Linked DNA regions of Mus musculus: all the other regions are linked to region 1. Evidence: chromatin contacts called from public promoter capture Hi-C data. All regions are on one chromosome and are shown on one strand. The core of a region is the stretch at or near the end of the contact, and the rest is flanking DNA. Distances in the headings are between cores, read along the strand shown. Region 1 holds the start of Zfand5 (zinc finger, AN1-type domain 5). Region 2 holds the start of Ranbp6 (RAN binding protein 6). Region 3 holds the start of Zfp91 (zinc finger protein 91). Region 4 holds the start of Rfx3 (regulatory factor X, 3 (influences HLA class II expression)). Region 5 holds the start of C030016D13Rik (RIKEN cDNA C030016D13 gene).

Evidence for each region. Promoter capture Hi-C pulls out the DNA fragments that hold promoters and counts their contacts.
Region 2: a promoter capture Hi-C map of pre-B cells shows a contact between it and region 1, with 2.4 times the contacts expected there.
Region 3: a contact with region 1 is called in a promoter capture Hi-C map of pre-B cells, with 2.6 times the contacts expected there. A contact is called at or near these places in 4 of 39 promoter capture datasets (the C10 cell line, cranial neural crest, liver and 1 more).
Region 4: a contact with region 1 is called in a promoter capture Hi-C map of pre-B cells, with 4 times the contacts expected there. A contact is called at or near these places in 1 of 39 promoter capture datasets (pre-B cells) and 1 of 484 Hi-C or Micro-C datasets (CD4 T cells).
Region 5: a contact with region 1 is called in a promoter capture Hi-C map of pre-B cells, with 4 times the contacts expected there. A contact is called at or near these places in 2 of 39 promoter capture datasets (the C10 cell line and pre-B cells).

The regions. Positions count from the first base shown.
Region 1 is chr19:21,270,959-21,273,714 of GRCm38.p6, reverse strand. It overlaps Zfand5 (zinc finger, AN1-type domain 5), which reads right to left and starts at 1,437. Exons shown (of 6, transcript NM_009551.5): 1 at 973-1,437. LOC115489044 (atherin-like) reads right to left here and starts at 2,257. Exons shown (of 2, transcript XM_030251153.1): 1 at 2,225-2,257; 2 at 973-1,940. The coding sequence starts at 2,257. The coding sequence ends at 1,248.
Region 2 is chr19:29,811,596-29,814,351 of GRCm38.p6, reverse strand. Ranbp6 (RAN binding protein 6) reads left to right here and starts at 1,378. Exons shown (of 1, transcript NM_177721.4): 1 at 1,378-2,756. The coding sequence starts at 1,402.
Region 3 is chr19:12,794,739-12,797,494 of GRCm38.p6, reverse strand. It overlaps Zfp91 (zinc finger protein 91), which reads left to right and starts at 1,372. Exons shown (of 11, transcript NM_053009.3): 1 at 1,372-2,511. The coding sequence starts at 2,162. Gm44505 (predicted readthrough transcript (NMD candidate), 44505) reads left to right here and starts at 1,372. Exons shown (of 13, transcript NR_024093.1): 1 at 1,372-2,511. It also overlaps a transcript of Lpxn not described here.
Region 4 is chr19:28,009,761-28,012,516 of GRCm38.p6, reverse strand. Rfx3 (regulatory factor X, 3 (influences HLA class II expression)) reads left to right here and starts at 1,351. Exons shown (of 17, transcript NM_011265.3): 1 at 1,351-1,545.
Region 5 is chr19:27,428,656-27,431,411 of GRCm38.p6, reverse strand. It overlaps C030016D13Rik (RIKEN cDNA C030016D13 gene), which reads right to left and starts at 1,375. Exons shown (of 1, transcript NR_027987.1): 1 at 1-1,375. Pum3 (pumilio RNA-binding family member 3) reads left to right here and starts at 1,504. Exons shown (of 18, transcript NM_177474.5): 1 at 1,504-1,620.

The DNA.
Region 1 (2,756 bases), core at 188-2,687:
AAGATCACTCCCTAACCTCGAGGTCAGACCCGAACTCTAAACTCTAATGTGCTACTAAGCCTGACCTTGTGCAAGTCCTTAGTCTCCAGATTTCAGACACCTCTGCCAAACAGTCAAATAGTTTTTTTTTTCTAAGAGCTTCTTTCCATACTTAATACCGGTTCCAGCCACAAAACAATTTAGAACAACTAAAAGAAATCCCTTATTTTGGGGCGAGACACTTCAAAAACAAACTTGAAATGTAAAAGTGAAATATTTTCAGCAGTTGAATAATGAAATCTCACCTAAAAAAATCAAAATAAGATAAAATTAATTACTATCTTACTATTCCCTTGATTACTAAATACCGATTTTAAGAAAGGAGGCTCTGACCTATATATTATTTTCTTCTAATTATCTCAGGTAATATTCTTAGGCAGCTCCAATCGACAGTTAGCTTATAATACCTTCCCTCAGAATACAACTACACGGAGTGCACGGAAAGCAAGCAAAATGTCAACTTCACAAATGTTCACGTAGGAAAGAAACAAAGGGAGAGGCGCTCGACTTGCTTCCATGCAAAGGATTTTGAGGGAGAAGCTTAACCGCATTGGAAAAAACTAAAAACCCTCCGGGAGAAGAGCCGTCAGTCCCGGTTCCAGCGATTTCGACCGAGTTCGGGACCCAGAGGCCCCCCACCCCCCTCGCAGCGCAGGCCGCGCTCCGGGAAGCCCGGTAGGGCCTGCTCCAAAAACCACTGAGTCATGCACTCGACGGTCCCTCGCCGGAACAACTCGGCTGTGCAGGGAGCCAGGCGCGGCAGTAGCCGCCTCTGCCATTGTCTATCCTGTCGGTCGGTCGGCCGGCCGGCACCCGGCGCCGCGGCACGCCGGGCATTGTCCCGTCCAGCCCGCTGGCCCGGCCGGGCCCGTCTTTGTGCTCGCCGATCGGGCGTGCTCCCGCCCCCGCGCCGTCCCGGCTCGCGCCACTTACCCTGCGGGGGCCCGGATGCACTAGCGAGCTGGCGCGCGACGCCGGGCGGTGGGCCGGGCTGAGGCCTCCGGGAAGGGCTGGCTAGCGGCCGCCGCGGGCCGGAGCGGAGCGGAGCGCAGGCGGAGCTGCGCTGGCGCCGCGGAGGCCTCCTTTGTTCGTGCAGAAGCGCCGAGGCGGCCGAGCCCCGCCGCAGCTCGGGTGGGAGGGCGGCGGGGGAGGAGAAGAACCGCAGGCCGCGGGGCTAGCGCCGCTCCAGGCGCCCGGCCGCCGGCACCTCACGCCTCCACAGCGACGTCCCGGCCGAGTGAGGAGGCGCGCGGAGAGGCCTGAGCGCCGACGGGGCCCGAGGACTGCGCTCTTCGGGCTTCCGCGTTCGCCAGAGACTCTGCGCGACTCCGGGCAGCGAGCGGACGCCTGACCAGATGCACACCGCTCAGCGATCCCGACGACTGACGCTCTGGCTCTGACCGGCGCTCGGGATCTGAGGGAAAGGGCGGCGGGGGCGGGGCCTGTGCGTCAGCGAAAACCCGGTCGGCACGCCCGCGGCGCGATGACGTCGCGGGACGAGGCCCCGCCCCTGACCTGCAGGCACTAGCCGGGGGCGGGGCCGCACTTGGGGGCGGGGCGAGTCCGGAGGCTGCGGTCACCGTCGCCCAGTCACCCTCCGGCCCGCGGGGCCCTGGGTGGAGCTGCTGCGGCGGGTCCACGGAGGCAGCGCTTCTATTTTTAACCCTATTGTCCGCCCTCAGCCACCCACACCAGCCCAGTTTCTCACGCTTCGTCCCCAGCTCCGCCGGGGTCCCCTCCCCGCGGGACGGGAAGGCACGGCCCGGAGGAGGCTGGCAGGGTTCCGGGTGTCGCCGCAGCTCCGCCTGCCACCGCCCAAGGTCGCGGTGCGCTGCCAGCTCTGAGCTAGGACCGCCCACCAGCCCCAGCCCCGCGCCGCCGTTCTGAACTGTTAAGCCAGCCTATAGAAACCCCTGGAAATTTACTATTCCAGTGAAGCACGGAGAACCCTGACAAGCCTGATGAGATGGAGCAAGAGGGACAAACAAGCCGGACCCCAGGCAAGGGCAAGGTGCTGGGTACCTGCCCAGAGCACGAACAGAAGAAGCTTTCTGCTGGTCTCTCCGTGGGTTCTGGTCACAAAATGTCTCTGCCGAAATCCATAAGGGCTACTACCTTAGCTACAAATATGCACTTAGGGTCCTTCACTTCGGGTATTTAAGAACCGTAGGCCTTGAAGGGCTACCTTAACGGCATTTATGCACTTAGGGTCCTTCATTTCGGGTATTTAAAAACCCTAGGCCTATCTCTAAGGTACCCTAGGGTTGGCCTTGACTGGGACACACGAACCTCATTTCTAGATTTTGTATTTGTGATATTGTGGAAGTAGTGTGGGGGAGGGGTGCTGCCCTGATGCTCCAAATCTAACTGCTCCCTGCACAGCAAGTGGACTAACCGGTACATAATACATTTTAAAAACCTATTTCGGGGTTATATTGCTATGGTCAAGTAATGTATTTCAGACTTAGTTTGGGTCATTTGTCCTAGGATCTTTGGGATTTATTTCTGTAAACTAGTAAATAATAAAACTAACTGCTACCATTTACCAGCCATTTCAGTGTCATCTATTTTTCATTTAGGGTCTCCTTATTTATCACAGCAGTTTACTGAGAAAAATGCCCTCCCTGTCCATTTGTCAGGGTAAGGCAGTCATGATGAAGGATGCTCTTGCCTGAAGCGCTAGAGACTAATGGAAACCGTAATTATGAGGATAAAAA
Region 2 (2,756 bases), core at 129-2,628, 8.5 Mb before region 1:
GTATTTTAAAATAAACACCCTAAATGGCCTTGAAATGGTTCACCAAATGAGAAACACTGTTCAGAGACTAGTTTCATATTACAAATTAATTTATGAGACCACCTATTTGGTCAGTCAACTTGTTAATGTGAAACTAGACTTTCTCCATTTTGTGTGTATATGCAGCAGAATTTCACAAGACTGAAATTCAGATTTCTTGGCAAAGTTTAAGACAGAACACAATAAATGAAGGTCTCTGATGACGTTGCAAAAGCAACAGCGGCTATAGGGGATGTTCTGTGGTGACAAAAGGTGCCACTGCCTTAAGACTAGGTAGAATTTAGACTCATCTGCTGTGAGCCTCAGCCTCTCTGGCTCTTCATTTCTTGGTTTAAAGTAGTGCTTTGTCTGCCTTTATCAGCCTTACAGAATTACCTAGGGCTGAAATGAGTGTGACAATGGCTGGCAGAGAGGAAGATCTGATCTCAGACTGTTACACCTTATAATTATGGTTTTAAATAACTCATCTGCCTACATTAAAAATACATAGCCTTGGGGAATTTGTTCTTAGGGTAATCTTTGCAGCTTCCTATTCATGGGTAATTAGGATTCTAATAACTGAACTGTCATATTACAGTTTAGAAACACATAAGGAAAATCTTGAGTAACAAAAATACAAAAGTAATGTATATAGAAGACCAGGATTCAAGAAGCTTCATTATCATTACTCCAGATCACCTCCCACCTTACTCATTTGTCTTTCCCACTCTGTTAGAATCCACAGGACAAGAGATTGGGATGTACGCCCGAGTTTGAACATCTCGGGTTCTACTTCTTTGGGTGTGGCAACGGGGAGGAAATCATTAACCTTTGATTGAGTTTATTTTGCAAGTAGTTTTATTATGGTTTTACTCACTATACCCAGTTAACAATTTAAATTGTATAATTCGGTAGTTCTTAGTAGAACGGCATGACATTGGGGGAACCATCATCACTATCAACTGCAGAACATTTTTACCAACCCTCAAAAAGAAATCCCCGGACAGCAGTTATACTCCATTCTTCCCTCCTCCCTCACTCCATAGCAGGTGCTAATTAAAGTTCGTCTAGAGGTGCTTATTCGAGGTCTTTTACAAACAATAACGGCATCATACAGTATGTAGACTTGCGGAGCGAATTTCTCCCCATCTCCTTCCAGCCTCTACAGGAGCACATCGGTCGGAGAACAGGACGATACCCCTAAAACGCACTCAGCTCCGTCCACCCTGTAAAACCCAGACCCCCGCCTGCCAGCTTCACCCCGCCGCAGCGGAGAGTGGGAGCAGCGCCCCGCCCATCCCCGGCGTCGCCTCACTGACGTCACCGCTCCCAGCCGCAGACTCCCTCCCTCCTTCCCGGTCGCGGTAGCTTTGACAGGACGCGATGGCGGCGGCCGGGTCTGCAGGGTTGCCGGCGACCGTGTCGGAAAAGCAGGAGTTTTACCAGCTTCTGAAGAACCTGATCAATCCAAGCTGCATGGTGCGGAGGCAAGCCGAGGAGGTCTATGAGAATATCCCAGGTCTGTGTAAGACTACATTTCTCTTAGACGCCGTCCGAAATAGAAGAGCAGGTTATGAGGTGAGACAAATGGCTGCCGCACTGCTACGACGGCTTTTGTCCTCAGGGTTTGAGGAGGTCTATCCAAATCTACCTCCTGAAGTGCAGAGGGATGTCAAGATTGAACTGATACTGGCCGTTAAGTTAGAAACACATGCTAGCATGAGGAAAAAGCTTTGTGATATTTTTGCGGTGCTGGCCAGGAATTTGATAGATGAGAGTGGCACTAACCATTGGCCAGAAGGTCTGAAATTCCTCATTGATTCGATTCACTCTAAAAATGTGGTTCTGTGGGAAGTTGCACTTCACGTTTTCTGGCACTTTCCTGGGATTTTTGGGAACCAGGATCGTCACGATTTGGATATCATCAAGAGGTTGTTGGACCAGTGTATTCAAGATCAGGAGCATCCAGCAATCAGGACATTATCTGCTAGAGCTGCAGCTACGTTCGTCCTTGCTAATGAAAACAATATTGCTCTTTTCAAAGACTTTGCGGATTTGCTTCCTGGGATCTTACAGGCTGTGAATGATTCCTGCTACCAGGATGATGATTCTGTGCTAGAATCCCTTGTTGAGATTGCAGATACTGTACCTAAGTACTTGGGTCCCTATCTAGAAGATACTCTGCAGTTGAGCCTGAAGTTGTGTGGAGACTCTAGGCTTAGTAACCTGCAACGCCAGCTGGCTCTGGAAGTAATAGTCACCTTATCTGAAACTGCAACTCCAATGTTGAAAAAGCATACGAATATTATTGCACAGGCTGTGCCTCATATATTAGCAATGATGGTTGATCTTCAAGATGATGATGACTGGGTAAATGCTGATGAAATGGAAGAAGATGACTTTGACAGCAATGCGGTTGCTGCTGAGAGTGCCCTAGACAGACTGGCTTGTGGACTTGGTGGGAAAGTTGTTTTGCCAATGACCAAGGAGCATATCATGCAGATGCTTCAGAGCCCTGACTGGAAATGTCGACACGCCGGATTAATGGCCTTATCAGCCATTGGAGAAGGTTGCCATCAGCAAATGGAACCAATTCTAGATGAAACAGTTAACTCGGTTTTACTTTTTCTTCAGGATCCTCATCCAAGGGTAAGGGCTGCTGCCTGTACTACACTTGGACAGATGGCTACAGATTTTGCACCTAGTTTCCAAAAGAAATTCCATGAGATAGTGATTAC
Region 3 (2,756 bases), core at 123-2,622, 8.5 Mb after region 1:
CCAAGAGACTAACAGGAATAGGGAGTAATAACTGGCTAGAAGAATAGAATAAAGGGATAGTTTTGTAATGATCATCTTTTAAAAGGAACAAGTCATTCATTTTACTAAAACCTTTTTTAAGAGGCTCGCTTTTTGTATTACTTTAAGCAGCCATTGGATGTCAGTGCTGTTCCAAACGTGCTCATTGCAAACAGCGCTAGAAAATTCATTCCTACTGATACCGTCGGGTTTTAGAACTGAAAAGGACACTAATCCTTTGAAAGCGCAAAACTCGGTAGACTATAAAACATTTGCCTTATCTGTGTGGCAAATGAGCCAGATGCTGGGAGGAAAAGAAGAAAGAAAAATGAACTTCTTTAAAAGTCTAAAATTTAATGGCTAATATAAAATTCTGAATCAGATTTCCAAACTTTGTATCTTTCCATACTGTTGTGTAGATTTTAACTTAAGACGTTTGCATCTTCGAAGTGTAAGGAGTCTCCTTGAAAGTCGTTTCCTGGTTGCAATGTGTAAAAGGCAACCCAAGGAATGCAAACAATGTTTAAGAGGGAAAGAAATGCATACAAACGTATAAGAGGCTGCATTACCACCAGTTGCGGTTTGAACGATTGGAAAGCCCCCTTTCCCCATCAGGAAGGTACTTAGCTGTAAACGCTAGTCAGAGCTGCTATTATGACTGTGTTTCCTGTGCCGCAGAAACATCTACAGACCGCAAAGGCATTCAGCCTCGGGGTGGAGAACGTGAGCGACAGCTAACTTATCCACAAAAAAATCAGTGAGTCACGCTAACCGGCTCTCCAGCTCCAGCACCACAGCCAACGGCAATTCCGTGGCGCCCCATCCCTACCAGGAAACAACTTTACACTTCGTCCTACACGTTTTATTAAAATTAAGTTGACAGACGCAGAACGAGTCCCTAACCTCCTGGGCTTCACAAGTGAGAGGCTCAACACAAGATGGAGGAATAAAAAGGAGCGTAGCTAACAGGTCGCAGAGGAGGCGTCAAATGACCAGACCGAAGTAAGTAAAGACTATGACGAGGGCACTTCGGAGCACTTACACAAAAAAAGATTAAAAGAAGTAGGATTCTCTCCCAGGGACCCCTAGCCTGTAATTGGCTCAATATTTTTGCCAGTTGTACGCAGGCGTCGCGACCTAACCCGGAAGCAATGCCTCGCTAAAACGTAATCTCAGACCTCAGATAGACGCTCCCAGCCTTCCCTCTGCCTCTAGTTTCCCATGATTTCTCTGGAAGCGCAGAGTAAATAGGACTACGTCTCCCAGAGTGCCCTCGGCGAAGTTGGCCCTGCGCGTGCGCCTCACGACTATCCCGCGCTGTCCCCTCGGCCCCGCCTCTATCCTATCGCCGCCATTTTTTCAGAGACTTTCATCCGGCAACGGACAGGGCCTTTTTTTTCTTAAAGGAGAAGCTGCAACTCAAATAATTTACCACTTCTCCCCTCGAGAGCTGGCGGCGCTGGGGACAGAAAGGCCAGAGCAGGAAGGTGGGGGTCTGGGTGGAGGCGGGATAACGTCCAGGCTACTTCTTAGGCTAGTAAGAACCCTTGAGGGGACAGCGGCGCCTCCGGGAGGCAGGTGCGCGCGCAGCCGGCAGGGGGGTGCGCGCGCGGCTGAGAACGGTGCGTTTTGTCCTCGCCTCCGCCCTCGCCAGCCCTGCCCCTCCCACCGCCCCTAGCTTGAGCCGAACTCCAAAGTGGGGGGGGAGAAAGGTCACTTTGGGATTGTCGCGAGACGCAGCCGTTTAACGGTGAGAACGGGCGCGCGGGCAAGGAAACCTCGCGCTCTCCCTCGGAGCCGTTTCCTGATTGGTTGGAGGAAGGGGTGGGGGAGGGCACCGAGTGCGCTGCTGCGTGTGAGACCGCGAGGGGCCGGGCCAGGGGGGCCGATCCTCCCCTCCGATTGGCCCGCTGCGTGTCCGTCCGGGTGCGCGCGTGCGCGCCGCCGGCGGTCGCTGGCTTGAGTGGCAGGGGGCGGGTGGGGGGGGGCGCCCTCGGAACGGGCGGAGGGGCGGGGGGGAGAGAGGCGCTCCGGAGTGAGGGAGCCGGACGCTCCGGGAGCCGAGGGGGGCGGGGGGAGCTGCGCCGCGGGCGCCGCCGCCTCCACCGCCTGGGACGCAGGGGTGGGGGACGGACGAGCCCCGATGCCGGGGGAGACGGAGGAGCCGCGATCCCCGGAGCAGCAGGACCAGGAAGGGGGCCCAGCAGCGGCGGCCGACGCGGCTTCGGAGGAGCTCCGGCCCGGCGCGGCGGCGGCGCCGGCGGCGCCTGCAGAGACCGCGAGCAGCCGCGTGCTGAGGGGAGGTCGGGACCGCGGCCGGACCGCTGCGGCCGCCGCCGCCGCCGCTGCCGCTGTGTCCCGCCGGAGAAAGGCCGAGTATCCCCGCCGGCGGAGGAGCAGCCCCAGCAACAGGCCTCCCGACGGCCCAGGGCATCAGCCCGCGGCCGCGAAGCCCCCGTCTCCTGCTCAGGGCAAGAAGAGTCCGCGACTCCAGTGAGTAACAGTCTTTGAAGCGTTGGGGAAGACCCCCCTCTAGTTCTCTCTCCCCTCCCGGCTCCCGTAGCGCCCGCTCCACGTGACACCCTGCTTGCTCTGCCCCCTGCCGGCTCGGCACGCCAGATGTCACGCCGCTGGCGGCCGGGCTCCGGCTGCTTCACTGCCTGTGGCCGCCAGCCCACGCCCGAAGTCGCCCAGTGCAGGCTGCACGCCCTCTGCCTCCCGCCTGCTCGGTCCTCACT
Region 4 (2,756 bases), core at 102-2,601, 6.7 Mb before region 1:
CTTCTTAAGGCTCTACTTCCAGTATGTTATTGTCTTGGATAAGCTGCTTAGCTGCAAATGTTGGGAGATTTTGGGTATTGGCGGGCCTGGGGGCACGTGCCTGCTGGACTCCAGTATGAGGAGAATTGGACGAATATGCTTGAACCATGAGGTTTCAGAAGCTGTGCCTTATCAACTCGAGTTTGAGGTGCCAGGTTGTGTGCTAATAATGTTCTCCATGGACAGAAGCCGTTCCCGTGTCCAACACAGCTCAAGAACAAGCTACCCCCAGGCTGTTAAGAAACCGATGCCAGCTAATAGGGCGATTGGTCTAGCTGGGATCCATCCCGTCAACTCTGAAAGGGTAGAGCCCCTTAAGGACCTACCGAGGGCTACTCTGAAAGGTCTAACCCACCCCTGTAGGGACCCTCATCCTCGGAAAGCTCGAATTCCCTTCCCCTTGGCACTTCCTCCCGGTCCTGCAGGGTGCTAACTTGGCGTCTCGGTTCCGCAGGGAGGTAGCGGCCGCGCCGAGCGAGATGGGTCACCGTTCGCGCGCCCAGGCTCTCGCTCCCTAAGATGGCGGCGGGAGCACCGCTCACACCCCGCCGCCCGCGCTCCTCAGGACCCCGCGGCCTCGGGAGGCGCGAGAAAGCGGAATTCGATGGAGGGGAGGGCAAAGCCGAGACCCTGGAGGCCCGCGCCGGCCGCAGAGAGTCTGGGAAAGGGATCACCCGCGAGGCATAAACGACCGACCGGGAAACACCACACTGGCGACCACGGAGAGGGAGGGGAGAAAAAAAAAAAAAAAAAAAAAAAACCTGAGCGGGGCGGGGGGAAGAGAGGAGAGAGAGGGGAGGAGCGCAGCACATCCGGGATATTAGCTGGGGCCGCCCAGGAAATGACGTACGCCCCGGGGTGGAGCCCGCTCTTCAAAGTGGGGTCTGCCTCCGCGGTAGCGCGCGTCTCACACAGTGTTGGCTCCGTCGTCACTCCCCCTCCCCTGGCTTCGCGCTTTTCCTCTCGCGGCTGCGGGGCGGCTGGGCACAGAGCTGGCGGCAGAGGCAGGCGGGGCTCCTTTGACGGAAAGTAGCCCTCGCCTCCAGACCCTCAGCTTTCCCCGGCGTCCTCCGTCCCGTTCCTCCAGGCAGACTCGCCCTGACCCCGGGCCCGCCAAGTCTTAAAGCGCACCTCGGGGGAAAAACCGACGTCGGAATCCCGACCGCAGCCCCCCGCCCGGGCTCCGAGCTGTCAGTCACGGCGCCGAAGCCGCTTCTTCCGGCGCTCTCGGGCCCGCCCTCTCCCCTCCTCCCTCCCCCCCGCCCCTCCCCGCGCGAGTGTCTCCCTCTCCCTCGCTCCCTCTCTCTCTCCCTCTCTCTCTCTTTTGTGAGTTATAGCAACCGTTGCCTTGTGAATCAAGCGCCATAGTCACCGTAGTCCTGGCGACTGTTACCCATCAACAACAACTACTCCTCTCCTCCTCCTCCTCCTCTTCCTCCTCCTCCTCCTCCCCACCACCACCATCTCCATCACCCACCAACAACACCACAATAATCCACAGCCAAGGTGAATATTCTTCGGTCTCTCTACATGTGTGTGGGAGCGTGTGTGTCCGTGCGTGTGTTCGTGTGTGCGAGCGAGCGTGGCTGTGCGGGGTCTCCCTCCTGACACCGGCTGCGGCCGCTTGAGGGGCTCGGTCCCGGGGGCTTGTTTACAATGGACCCGCGCGCGGCGGGCTCGGGGGTGTGGGCGCCGCGCGCCTGCCCGCCCGGCCTCGGCGCTCGGGGATGGAGCGGGAGCCGGGGCTGCGGGGCGAGCGGGCTAGGAAGCCGCCGCTGTCCGTCGCGGGTGTTGGAGCGTCCCCCCCAGGTCCGCGGGCGCCCAGGAGGAGGGGCAGGTGGAGAGAAGGGGCTCGCTTTCTCCCTCTCTCTTTCTTTAATTCGCTGCTTTGCAAAGCTGCCTGGTGGCTGCTGCTTTCCAAATCGAAATAGACAGCAGTGAGCAGGGGGGGTCCCCAAAAGGTGCTGCGCTGTGGTGGTTGTTGTTCACTTGCGGGGCCTTGTTGGGGGTTTTGTTATTTTTATCCTGGTACCTCGGTGAACTTTTCCCGAAGCCCGCTCCCTTCGTTTCGGCCCCTCTGTGCCTGCTGCTGAACGGACTGCACTTATTTGACCATCACTGGCCTCACGGGATTCTTTTTTTTTTTTTTTCTTTTAAAACTGTATTTTTCTTTGTGCTGCAAACAGTCTTAATATCCATTCAGCAGTCTTCTCCCCCCTTCCCCCCATTTGCACACACATTGAAACTAGGGGGCCTCTGCTGCTCTTGAGAGATTTTTTTTTTAAGTCTGTTTCTCTGTTTCTCTTCTCTCCTCTTTCCTCTCTTGTCTCTCCTCTGTCTCCTCTCCCTCTCCTCTCTCTCTCTCCCCCCTCCCCTTTTCGGGTTTGTGTGTGTGTGTGTGTGTGTGTGTGTGTGTGCTTGTGATTTAAACCGGATGCAGGGCATCTGTGCTACTTTGGTTAGTGGCTACTGACAGCGCTTTATCCTTCATGTGGAGATGGGAGGGGTAGTCCTGAGGTTCTGTTTCACTTTGATGCACCTCCCTCCCCACAGGAGAGTGTTAACAATTTTCATTGTGGTTTAGACTTTGTCTGTGATGAACAGGAAAAGGATATAAGGAAGCTTTGTGAGAACTCAGTTCACAACGCTATTTGTGACAGTTATGGTACTTTGAGAGTTTTTTTTTTTTTTTTTTTCCTTCTCCCATCTTCATCTCT
Region 5 (2,756 bases), core at 126-2,625, 6.2 Mb before region 1:
GGAGCTCTAGCAAGGGTGTAAAGGCTAAAACAGCTGTAACTGCCTTTCTAGTGCTTCAAGGCAGGAAATAGCCAGACCCCCCCCCCCACACACACATGTGCCCTTGACTTCCCTAATGGTCATCTTTTAAAGGCTGTAATAGCCATTCCCAGCCCAGGTCTCGCCGTACAAGAAAAAAGTAAAATAAAATCCCAGACCACCCTGGAAAGTAACCCCCCACCCCAGAATCCTGATATATTTCCCCATCCCCCAATTCTGCCCAGTTCTCTGTTGCTTCTCTTCCAAGCAGGGCAACCACCCTCCTTAGCTTTTCCCTCCAAATTAATCCCTTGCCTGAGCTTAGTTGTGCAGCAAGACTTTGTGGTATTCCTTGGCTCCTGACTGCCAGGATACCTTTTGGAGCAGAACTGTCACAGGGAAAATTTTCTATGAGCCAGAGCAAAGCTGTAACACCTGCATCAGGGAAACTTTCCCAGCAGCTGAAGCCTTCCCCTAACAGAGCCGTAACACTTAAAGATGTGTTACCAGCGACACAAGAGACAGTGTCCACAGGGAATTATAGTCTCTAAGCTTATTTGCAAGCTATCTTAACAAACTGACAAGTGTTCTCACAACAAAGACGGAAGAGAATGAAAGGCAGGGGCAGGAGTCAGGTATAAGCCAAGGAACGTCTGAAGCACCAGATGCTGAAGATACATGGGACGTCCACTCACTCCTTGGGGCTTCAAAAAGGGCCCCCTGCTCAACCAACTAACATCTGCATTTCAGAACAGTTAGGCAGTAAGGTTCTGTTGTTTGGCGCGACGTGGGATCCCCTGGAACTGCCGCCATGTAGGTGCTGGGAAATGAACCCAAGTCCTCTCCAAGAGCAGAAAACAGCTTAGCCATCTCTGCAGCCCCCAAGACCAAGTTTGTTTCTATTGCTTCCTCGCTAAAATGGAGTAATACCTTAAATATATATCCTAAAGTGGAACCGTGGGGGAAAAAATGCATGCCCAAGAACGGGCCTACATTAAAAACGCCACACACACATTTATGGAAAGAGCTTTTCACAATATTTGACTGTGCTCCGTTCTTTACACTTATGGTTCCCGAGGGATCTAATTTATCCGGAGATTCGCAGCTAGGGTGGGAAATAAGGGAGACATGGGTGTTGGCAAACACGATTACAACAGAAGAGACTCCGGTACAGCTTTTACCCTCCAGGCTAGACTAACGACGCAAACAGACACTAACGAGCGAGCTGTCCCAACGCTAACCCAGCTTGCAGACTTCGCTGTCTTTTAACTCCTTCAGGACCTGGGTGGCCCTCGCGAGAACCCGCGTCGTTCCCAGAAATCTGCAGGCTCAAGCGTCACTTTCCCAAGCCACGGACTCGTCTTCCACGGGACGGATCCCTTCGAGGGCCAAAACTCATGCAGCCCTCTCAGACGAGAGGTGTGGCGAAAATGGACCAACAGGAACTACGGATTTCGTGTTTCCTAAGCTCCACCCCTTGACCCCAGTACCAGGACGTAACGCTACAATCAGCGGATCCGGGGCGGGGCAGAACGCGGAAGCGGAAGCGGAAGCGGCGGGGGGTGGTGGCGGAACTCTGCGAGTTTCTGCCCCACGTGTGCGGTGAGTGTTGTGGAGAGTTTGGTGCGGGAAGTGTGGGGCGAGTGTCCGCCGGCCGCTCGGGAGCGGGGAGCTCTGCGGGGTGGTGGGCGAGCGGCGTCTTCAGCTCCATCTCCGGGACGGTCTACCTGGCCGCTTCTCTGGCCCGGAGTTGGAGGAACCCTGGCGAGGGCAGGGGTTAAGCCCTCTCTGTTAACTTGATTATTGTAGAGCTAAAGGAACAAGTTTCGCTGTCAAACTCCGGCCTGTGCGAGTCACAGTCAGCCCACTCGTCCCGTGTCAGACGTTGTGCATAGGAGCAGTGCAGGGAAAACTGAAGCGATCCATAAGCCAAGCATGATGGGAGGCAAGAGTATTTTAAACAGAGGCAGTGGGATGTCCCGGAGGTGGAAGTCAGGAGTAAGGCGCGGACTGGACAAAGAGGAAGGTAGAACTGTGGAGCCTTGGTGTCGAGTCTCTTTATTTTTGTGTAGTGGGAAGTATTTTGCTTTGTGTTCCTAGGCATATAAAATAATGAAGGATTATTAGAAAAGATCGGGAGGCTCATGGTAGGTCTTGACTCTCTTAAGGAGATTTTTGATGATTTGCATTGAGTGTTGGTAGTAGAGACAGAGGTATCTTTAAGGAGACTGCAGGATAACTTACTGTTGGGTACACGATGACTACCAAAGAAGTGAACATCAGGAGCCGTGCTCCAGTTTTCTCTCTGCGAAGTGGAGTAGATGGTCCCCGTTGAATACAGCAGGAATAGACAGGGAGAGAAAGATAGTAATTTGTAGTGGAATGCAGAGGATTGTGTCTCAGACATTAAGCATAAGACGCCAGTTATATACATAATCAAGAAGTGTTGAGGACTCAGGTCTGTGTAGGACGTTATCTCAGGGTCCCAAGGCTGCACAGTCTAGAATACCTAATTTGCTTGTCTTGCTCTTGGATTAGCCGTTAATTTGATTGCTTAGTAACTTGGTGAACAGTGCTTTAAGTGACCAGGGTTAACATCATCATGACTGCCGCATAGCTTTGTCACTGTGAGAGCAGCACTTCTTTGCTGTCATGTGCCACCCCTTCCCCTGGCCCAAGCATAACCTCAGTCTAATAATGAAAATCTTAAACTCCCAAAGGGGACATAACCTGGAAAA